2 separate regions of the Mus musculus genome follow, and region 2 is linked to region 1. Evidence: chromatin contacts called from public HiChIP or PLAC-seq data. All regions are on one chromosome and are shown on one strand. The core of a region is the stretch at or near the end of the contact, and the rest is flanking DNA. Distances in the headings are between cores, read along the strand shown. Region 1 has its middle 30 kb from the start of Gm41333. Region 2 has its middle 16 kb from the start of Gm22521.

Region 1 (3,810 bases), core at 405-2,904:
TGGATGCTCATTTCTTTGCACCTGTTTCTGTGCTTTCCCCATAGCAGTTTAGCCACTCTCGACTTGGTTTAACTCAGCACACATTCCTCTTATACGCTTGCTATATCTCCAGAACCAGGTCTAGAGTAGAAAATGTAGGAAGCCATCAACAAAGATCTATTTACAGGTGCATCCTGCTTCACCTAATCCTTACAAAAACATTGTGAATCTGAGACCCTTATCTCAAAAACAAAAGAATAAATGAAGCATCATCTGTCGTCTCATTCCACATCACATGATTCTAGTCTTAAGTTATTAGACCTCTCATTCTGGGTTTTCCAGTCAGTACCAAGTGATCTTCCTTGCCACATATCTTTCTTTATTCTTTCCTTGACAACTGTTATACTCTCTTACATGTTTATTTCCTCAAGCCTTTGTTGTAATTCAGTTGTTAGGGATGGACAGTGATCTGGGGAACTGAGAAAGTCACTGATCTCAGGAGCTAAGAAGGTCCATAGACCAAAGACCACACAGAGCCCATAGATTTTGCAGATCAGTTTTTTTTTTTAATGCTAAGAATAAAAATGGAGCAAAGTAAAGGAGAGGCAGACTGACCAGAAGAAGCCTCCTTCTCAATGAAGTATCCAGGGGAAACTCTACTGAAGGAACAGTATCTGAATGTAGGCCGAACATTGTGCAGACCATGGATAGAAAGGGGAAGTCAGGCAACAGCCTTGGGTCTACTTTGAGAATAGAAACACAAGTCAAGCCTTGGTGAAGGAGTCAATAAACTGTATCAGATAAGAACACATGGGCAGACATCAATCCTGCTGGTAGGAACTATATTCTGAGCTAATGATTGGCTTACTCACATAAGTAGAGTCATTCAAATTCTCTGTATCTTATTCTGCCCTTCTCTAGGAGGGTACTGATGAGAGCATTCACTTCTGGGGTCATGTGAGGATTTTAAATTGAAAGCAGTACCTGGCACACATTCAACAAGTACCCACTAGTTCTTGCTACTTCAGAGCTAATATCATTATTTATTCTGCTTTTATACTTTCTTCCTTTGAAAAACAGCAGGAGCTTGTTATACACGTATTTCTCCAATAAAGTGTGAGGAAGGCCAATAAAATAAAATCAATAAAAGAGGAAGCTGTTCTGGCTGACTCAAGGGAGTAGCAGGCAAGCACACCATCTGTTCAACCCCACCCAGGCCCCATGGTGGTCCTGAGGATGCCCTGGGCTCCAGCACTCACAGCTAACTACTTTCCTGTGAGAGCTCAAAACAGAGAGATTAGCATCAAAAAAGTGGGGGGGCTAGATACGTCACTATCAAAAAATGAAAACTGTAAAGTAGAATATCTTGGTTCTTTTAAACAAGACCTTTTCTTCTCTGTCTCTGTGTGCCTCTCTGTGCCCCTATCTCTATCTCTCTAGGTCTCTCTGACTCTTGTCTCTCTCTCCTTTTCTTCTTCTTTCCTTCCTTCCTTCCTTTGAGAAAAGAGATTACCAGGCCACACCACCAAAGCCACCCTTCTTGAGGTGGTTTTTGGAGCTTGTTTATGTTGCTCAGACTTAGTCATAAGTTCAGAACATTCTGTGGGTTTTACTGGAACTCAGTATCATGGCTCATCCCAACTCAGCTTGCTCTGTCTGAGGCTGCCAGTGGCCTCCCATGGGACAATGGCTCAGAGTCTCAGGCTGCACACACGAGAAAGCAGGTCTTGTGGTTCCTCATAAGCCTTAGGAATGGCCTCTCTATTTCCAAAGGCCTGCAGTTAAACTTAGGAACCAGAAGAGGTGTGTTGACTCATATTTGATGTTCCCTGGGGACACCTGCTACTTCCTGAAGCCTAGTAGCTTGTCATTTTGTGTTCCTAGATATGTTTCTCCCACCCAGAAATCCACAAAGTTATGGTATTTTTCCTTGTATGTACCTTGCAAGCTGCTGTAGGAGTTGGGTGTGGTTAGCCCAAATATCGGTTTGTTGTTGAAGGTTTGATGGTTTCTGACTGTTTACTTAGCTTTAGTTCACTGGAGCACTTAGCAACACTTCATCTTTTGGGGGTTTCTGAGCCTCACCTTGTGTGCCCAAAGACACTTCTGTTGTGTGTTTTCTTACATGTAGATGGAGCGCAAGCACTTTCACACCTAGAATCTGGTGTGAACCCATCAGCAATACTGTGAGGCACAATTAAAACTCTTCCTTTAGGAGATGAAAATGGGACCCAAAGGCATTAACTAAGTTATATAGGTTCACTCAGTGGATGGGCATGAAAACATCCTTAGAGCTACATCAGGTGGACTCCTGGTCCTCTTTTCTATTCACTTTGCTATATTTTAATGTGACAGCCCATCAGATTTTAACATGAAGATCATTGCATCTCTCATAAGATGTTTGCATTCTTGATACTTGTGGTTTACTTACTTGGTTGAATTTAAAGATTCAGTGGGAGAAAGAAAGAAACAGAGAAGGAGGGAGGGAGGGAGGGAGAGAGGGGGGGCTAGGGGGACACTGGGTGTTTATGTGCATGTGTAATGTGTATGTTTGTGTCAATGTGTAGAGAAATGGGCAGAAAAAAATAAGAAATTAAATTTCTGTTTGATCTGGTTTCAGTTTCCAGAGCTATCAAGCAAAAGGTGTGTAAAGAGTACTTCTAAAATCCTTATGAGCTTATAATACTAAACCTCCATGCTGTAACAAGAGGGATAGTGATGTGTCCTATTCTCTGTCACTCACTTTTATACTTAAAGACCTTTGTTTCTCCCAAAGTCAAATCGATTGAAGAGAAAAATCTAGTGGGGGCACCAGGACAAAGGGCTCGCTAGCGTTTGATGTACCCACTGCCAGGAGGAGATGTGAGCCTAAAAGGAAGCTGTTTTGTTTTGTGCACGTTTCCTGCGATGTTTCTTTGGTGGTAGGGTTGAGATAATTCAGCATCACTGGTTTTCTAGTTGTTCCAAATTCCAATAGAAACATAATGGTCTGAAGATGCCTGGTCGCATCTGAAATGATGAGTATATGAGGTTAAATTCCCCATGCCTCAGGGAGAGTGTTTGGGAAGAAGCAGTTTTCAGGACAGAGCATGAGGGTTTCTAACTCACAAGAACTTAGACATCAAGAAGCAAACACAATGGACGAAGCAAGTGGAAGTTTCATGAAGCACCCACTTTGCTCTTGAACTGAACATTCAGAGCAGTGGTCGTTTAATAAAGGAAAAGAGGAGAAACAAAGCTTAAAGAACAGAATTGTAGATACCAATAGCTATACTTATACTAGGGATATTCCCTGCAAAAACTGATCAGGAATTATCTTTCACACATGATTCAGGAAGGTATGGTCTTATGGGTCATATCAAGCCAAATTTGGCCAAAATTGATTATTTCTTACCCAGCATAGAAAATCTTTTTTTTTTTTTTAAACAAGAGTCAATGCTGGAAAGGGCTTTAGAGCCTACTATATCTAACTTCTTTTAAAACAAAAACTGATATAAAAACCTCATAAAATAGTGAATACTTCCACTATTTTTCAGGCTTTTAATTTCTCCAAAGACCAGTAATTAGAGCCACAGCAAAACAATATGAAAGGGTTTACAATGACAACTATGATATTTATTTGTTGTATGGCCTTGTGTGTTGTGGGGGGGGGAAATCTAGTTTTATGAGCATTAGTTTGTTTGTTTGTTTTAAAGAAATTGGAACTATTCCTATTTCTTTATAAGGGACGTTGTGAAAATTAAATAAAATTAACACATGCCTGACACAAAGAAAGTATTCAATGAATGTTTACTTTTAATATGTTTTATGTAAACATATCTCATTTTAATC
Region 2 (3,810 bases), core at 543-3,042, 110 kb after region 1:
CCTTTGAGGAGAGATTGTAAACATAATAACAATCATATTATCCCACTACCTCTTGAACAGATTATCTTTGCTGGTTGAATGTGTGTGTGTGTGTGTGTGTGTGTGTGTGTGTGTGTGTGTGTGTTTGCATGCACATTTTAGGAGAGTTTATTTACATTGGTGACTCTATTCCAGTGTATTTGACTCTTCTGTGATAAAAGAGGAACAGAAAAATGAGACTGAGAAAAGATAAGGTAAGAGTTGTCAGATCATCATTCCGGTAATTCTTTCTTCTAGACACCAGGCAAGGCAATGCACTTGGACCTAAAAACACACAGATCAGCAAAGCCTATTCTAGAGGCATCTATGGTCTAGATAGAGTAACCTAGGGCTTAGAGAGTATTATGAAAATGGTATCTATATTCTTAGGAATAAGGAAGGCACAGTGCTTAACACTGCATAGTTGCCCTATAGCAAGCAGAAACTAATCAGTATATTGCCAAAAGCCACAGGTGGCAATCCCTAGTTAGGGGATTCCCTAACTAGTTTGCTTTAGGCCATTACCTGGGTCCAGCTGGCCCAGCTGGCCCAGGTGTTGAGGTAGGGATGCACAGACATTCCTGTTAGTACTTCCTTCATGCAAATTCACATCCTCTCTTGATTAAAAAAAATCTCTATCAAATAAGTCTCTTGATAAAATTTTTTAAAGCAAATTCCTTTAAGGAAATGGATCAAGATATACTTCTAAACATATAAAAAGTGACGAAGTGACAATTTAGTAAGATATTAAAATCTTCAAACCCATGAACTTCCTGTTTTACTCTTCAAAAATGATTAAAGAAGACCGTGGTGTTGGAGACGATAATGATAGCCACCACAGTGTAGATAAAGTCAGTAAGAATAACAGGCATTGGAGGCATTCTCAGAGCTTCCTATGTCTAAGAATTTTGTATGCATTTCTGTGAGACCGTTATCCTGTTTCAGTTTTGCAGATAAAGAAATAGGACACTTGTTTGCCTCAGATCACACACATTTTCAAAAGGAGGACATGTGTTCAAATCTAAGTGTGCTTGACTGCAGAGTCTAAGTCCCTATCTGTTGTCTGCCCTGTGTGTGAAAGGAGATGCTGAGCTCTACTCCAAAGATCTCCACTACCTCATGGAGAAGTGAGGAAAGACAAGAAGGAAAATGAGGGGAAATGTCCTCTCAGAAGGGCAAAGAGGTAAAAGATTACATACTCTGTTAATGACTTCTATTAGGCGTTGCAAATCATTCCCCTACCCCACCCCAGACTCCAATAGTTTGTCCGTGTTCATGGCTTAGTCTCCTTGAAAGGTGTTTTTCAACCCATCCATATTCTCTCTAATTGGGTGTCAACTAAAATATCAGTTAGCGACTTCCATTAATAGACAATATTGCAAACTACAAAACATCTTTTCCTACTCTCTAGCTTCACACATGCAGGTGAGTTGCACTGAAGACCAAATATGAAAGAAAGAGAATCGCATTTACCCAGCTCAAGTAAAATGGGTAAATGGCTTTGCAGTCTCCCTCTGCTTGTCTGGCTCCACATGACATCTTCCTTGTGGAAAGTGCTTTATATATGTCACCCTGACCTCCATTTCCTCCCATCTACTATGAAAACTTGCTTAATGAGATTCCCGCCAAAAAGAAAGGTTATCTAGAACTTCAAAATTATTAAGAAAAGGAAGTTTGACTCGCTTGTGGAGGCTTCTCTTAAAGTACTATATATAGCAGTTGCTTTTATGTTCATAGCTACAGAGAAATACAACTTCCTGCTTTCTCTGAAAAATGGTGTTAGAGCTTGCAAGCTGGGGCTAGGCTCTAAAAAAATACTTGCATCCAGGTCATCAGCCTATGTGACTCATTAGAAGTCTGTGACTATGCAAAGCAAAAATGAATTTTTTTTTTTATCGTGGACCTTAGTCTTCACTTCAATTTTCTAATCCCAGGGAATTGTATATATTTTGTCTCTGAATTACTATTTTAATAATGTGTTAACAATAGAATTAGTCTATGACTTTCATCATCATTTCATTCAATGATTTTCCAATATGTATGACCATGTTGCCATTGTTTCTGAATAAATAGGCAAAGACAGAAGAGAACTGGTATTGAACATGGAATTAGAATCTATTTATCTTGGTCAGCTTACTTGTGTTTTTTTTTTTTAAGATTTATTTATTTTATATATGTGAGTACACTGTCAGACCACACCAGAAGAGGACATCAGAACCCATTACAGATGGTTGTGAGCCTCCACGTGGTTGCTAGGAATTGAGCTCAGGACCTCTGGAAGAGCAGTCAGTGCTCTTAACCACTAAGCCGTCTCTCCAGCTAGTCTTGCTTTTTCATCTGCACACAGGCCTTAGGAATATGCAAGTGTTGATAGCGAGACATTTATTAGTAAGGAGTCAGAGTTAATTGAACATCAACAAAATTTATTTTCTGCATTACGCTCTGAGTGTCAAATAAATATTTATTCCTACAAACATGAAAGTCACTTTTCTCATGCATTTTCTCATAATGTGTTATTTTTCATGGGTGGCAAATAAGTTGTTAAAATAACTGAACTACTTTTAAATAATATCTAAAAAAAAAAAAAAAAACCTCAGCTTTTAGTAATGCTAACTTTGAGTAATTGGATAAAGTGTGGTGTCAGACTTCATCAGTGCAAAGTCCCTTTTTCTCTGATTGTGTTCATTAAATTATCTGTTAGAAAACAATGCTGAAGTTGGAATGAACTGATAACAGGTGATTCCTAATGAGATGTGCTGACATTACTTGGGAATGCTTATGGCCAAGATGTGTAAATGAAATCTAATTGCTAAAATATATGAGGCTTAGGAGTCAACCTCTAAAGCTGTATACAAAAATGAGTGCTGAGTAATCTCTAAAAGTGTTAGTATTGGTCTGGGAAAATGACTCAGTGAGTAAAGGGCAGCCTGAGAAAGCATATAGACCTGTGATCCGATCATTAGTGCCCATATCTAAAGCTGGGAGCCGCCATGATTATCTGTTACTGCAGCACTGGAAAGCAAAGACAGCTGAATTTCCAGCTGCAACTCTGGGCTCCAGGTTCATTGAAACGCTAATTAAATAAAAATTTGGAGAGAAATTAGAGGATGACACTGACAGTCTACCCCCAACCTCTCCTCTACATTTGCATATGTGGGCAATCACATGTGCCCACATATGTATCACTCACACACACACACTCACAGCCAGTGAGAGGAAAAAACAAACAAACAAACAAACAAACAAAAAAAAAAACAGGAGGGACTAGGGACCATTCCCAAGTAAGAACAAGAAGAGACACAGCACACAGCATCACAATATAATATGTGGTCTTAACTTAGATCCTAGACCAGGAATAACTGTTATTACAACTTATTAATAGCCAGACATGTAGCTATCTTATGCCTCTAAATCCTCGAATTTGGGAAGCAGAAACAGGTAGATCTCTGTGAAGTCCAGGACAGCCTAGTCTACATAGTGAGTTCTAGGCAACCAAGGGAACACAGAGAAACCTGTTGAAAGAAAGAGACAGGGAGATATTTATTGGGAGAGTTGGTGAAATCAAAATATAATCTGTTAGCCAATTACAAATGCTGTGTTGTTGTCAAATGTAATGTTTTTCTTAAATGTCCAATGACATGGAAATGAATGCCTTTCACTGTTACAAAGTCAGTGTTCTTGTTCTTAGGAAATGCTTGTGTAATATTTGGCAGCTTACTATTACCTCTTTCATGAGGGAGGTAAGGGCAGAAAAGAGGGAGAGAGGCAAAGAGGAGAAAGGGAGAGAGGGGT

What was found. HiChIP or PLAC-seq counts read pairs in DNA pulled down with a chosen protein or histone mark.
Region 2: a BATF HiChIP or PLAC-seq map of CD8 T cells shows a contact between it and region 1, with 7 read pairs. The contact joins two enhancer-like sites. A contact is called at or near these places in 1 of 39 promoter capture datasets (3T3-L1-derived adipocytes), 1 of 15 datasets of contacts at CTCF or cohesin (pro-B cells), 5 of 484 Hi-C or Micro-C datasets (the N1E-115 cell line, Th1 cells, brown adipocytes and 2 more) and 2 of 115 datasets of contacts at active chromatin or transcription factors (CD8 T cells and memory CD8 T cells).

The regions. Positions count from the first base shown.
Region 1 is chr15:62,697,142-62,700,951 of GRCm38.p6, forward strand. No RefSeq gene overlaps it. Among named protein-coding and RNA genes, the nearest start is that of Gm41333, 30 kb to the left of the region's middle. Within about 2 kb of position 1,655, at least 72 of the 459 cell types and tissues checked have an H3K27ac peak or open chromatin away from gene starts, as enhancers often do. A contact at or near this core is called in CD8 T cells, Th1 cells, memory CD8 T cells and 1 more, where this site is marked.
Region 2 is chr15:62,807,744-62,811,553 of GRCm38.p6, forward strand. No RefSeq gene overlaps it. Among named protein-coding and RNA genes, the nearest start is that of Gm22521, 16 kb to the left of the region's middle. Within about 2 kb of position 1,793, at least 30 of the 459 cell types and tissues checked have an H3K27ac peak or open chromatin away from gene starts, as enhancers often do. A contact at or near this core is called in CD8 T cells, Th1 cells, memory CD8 T cells and 1 more, where this site is marked.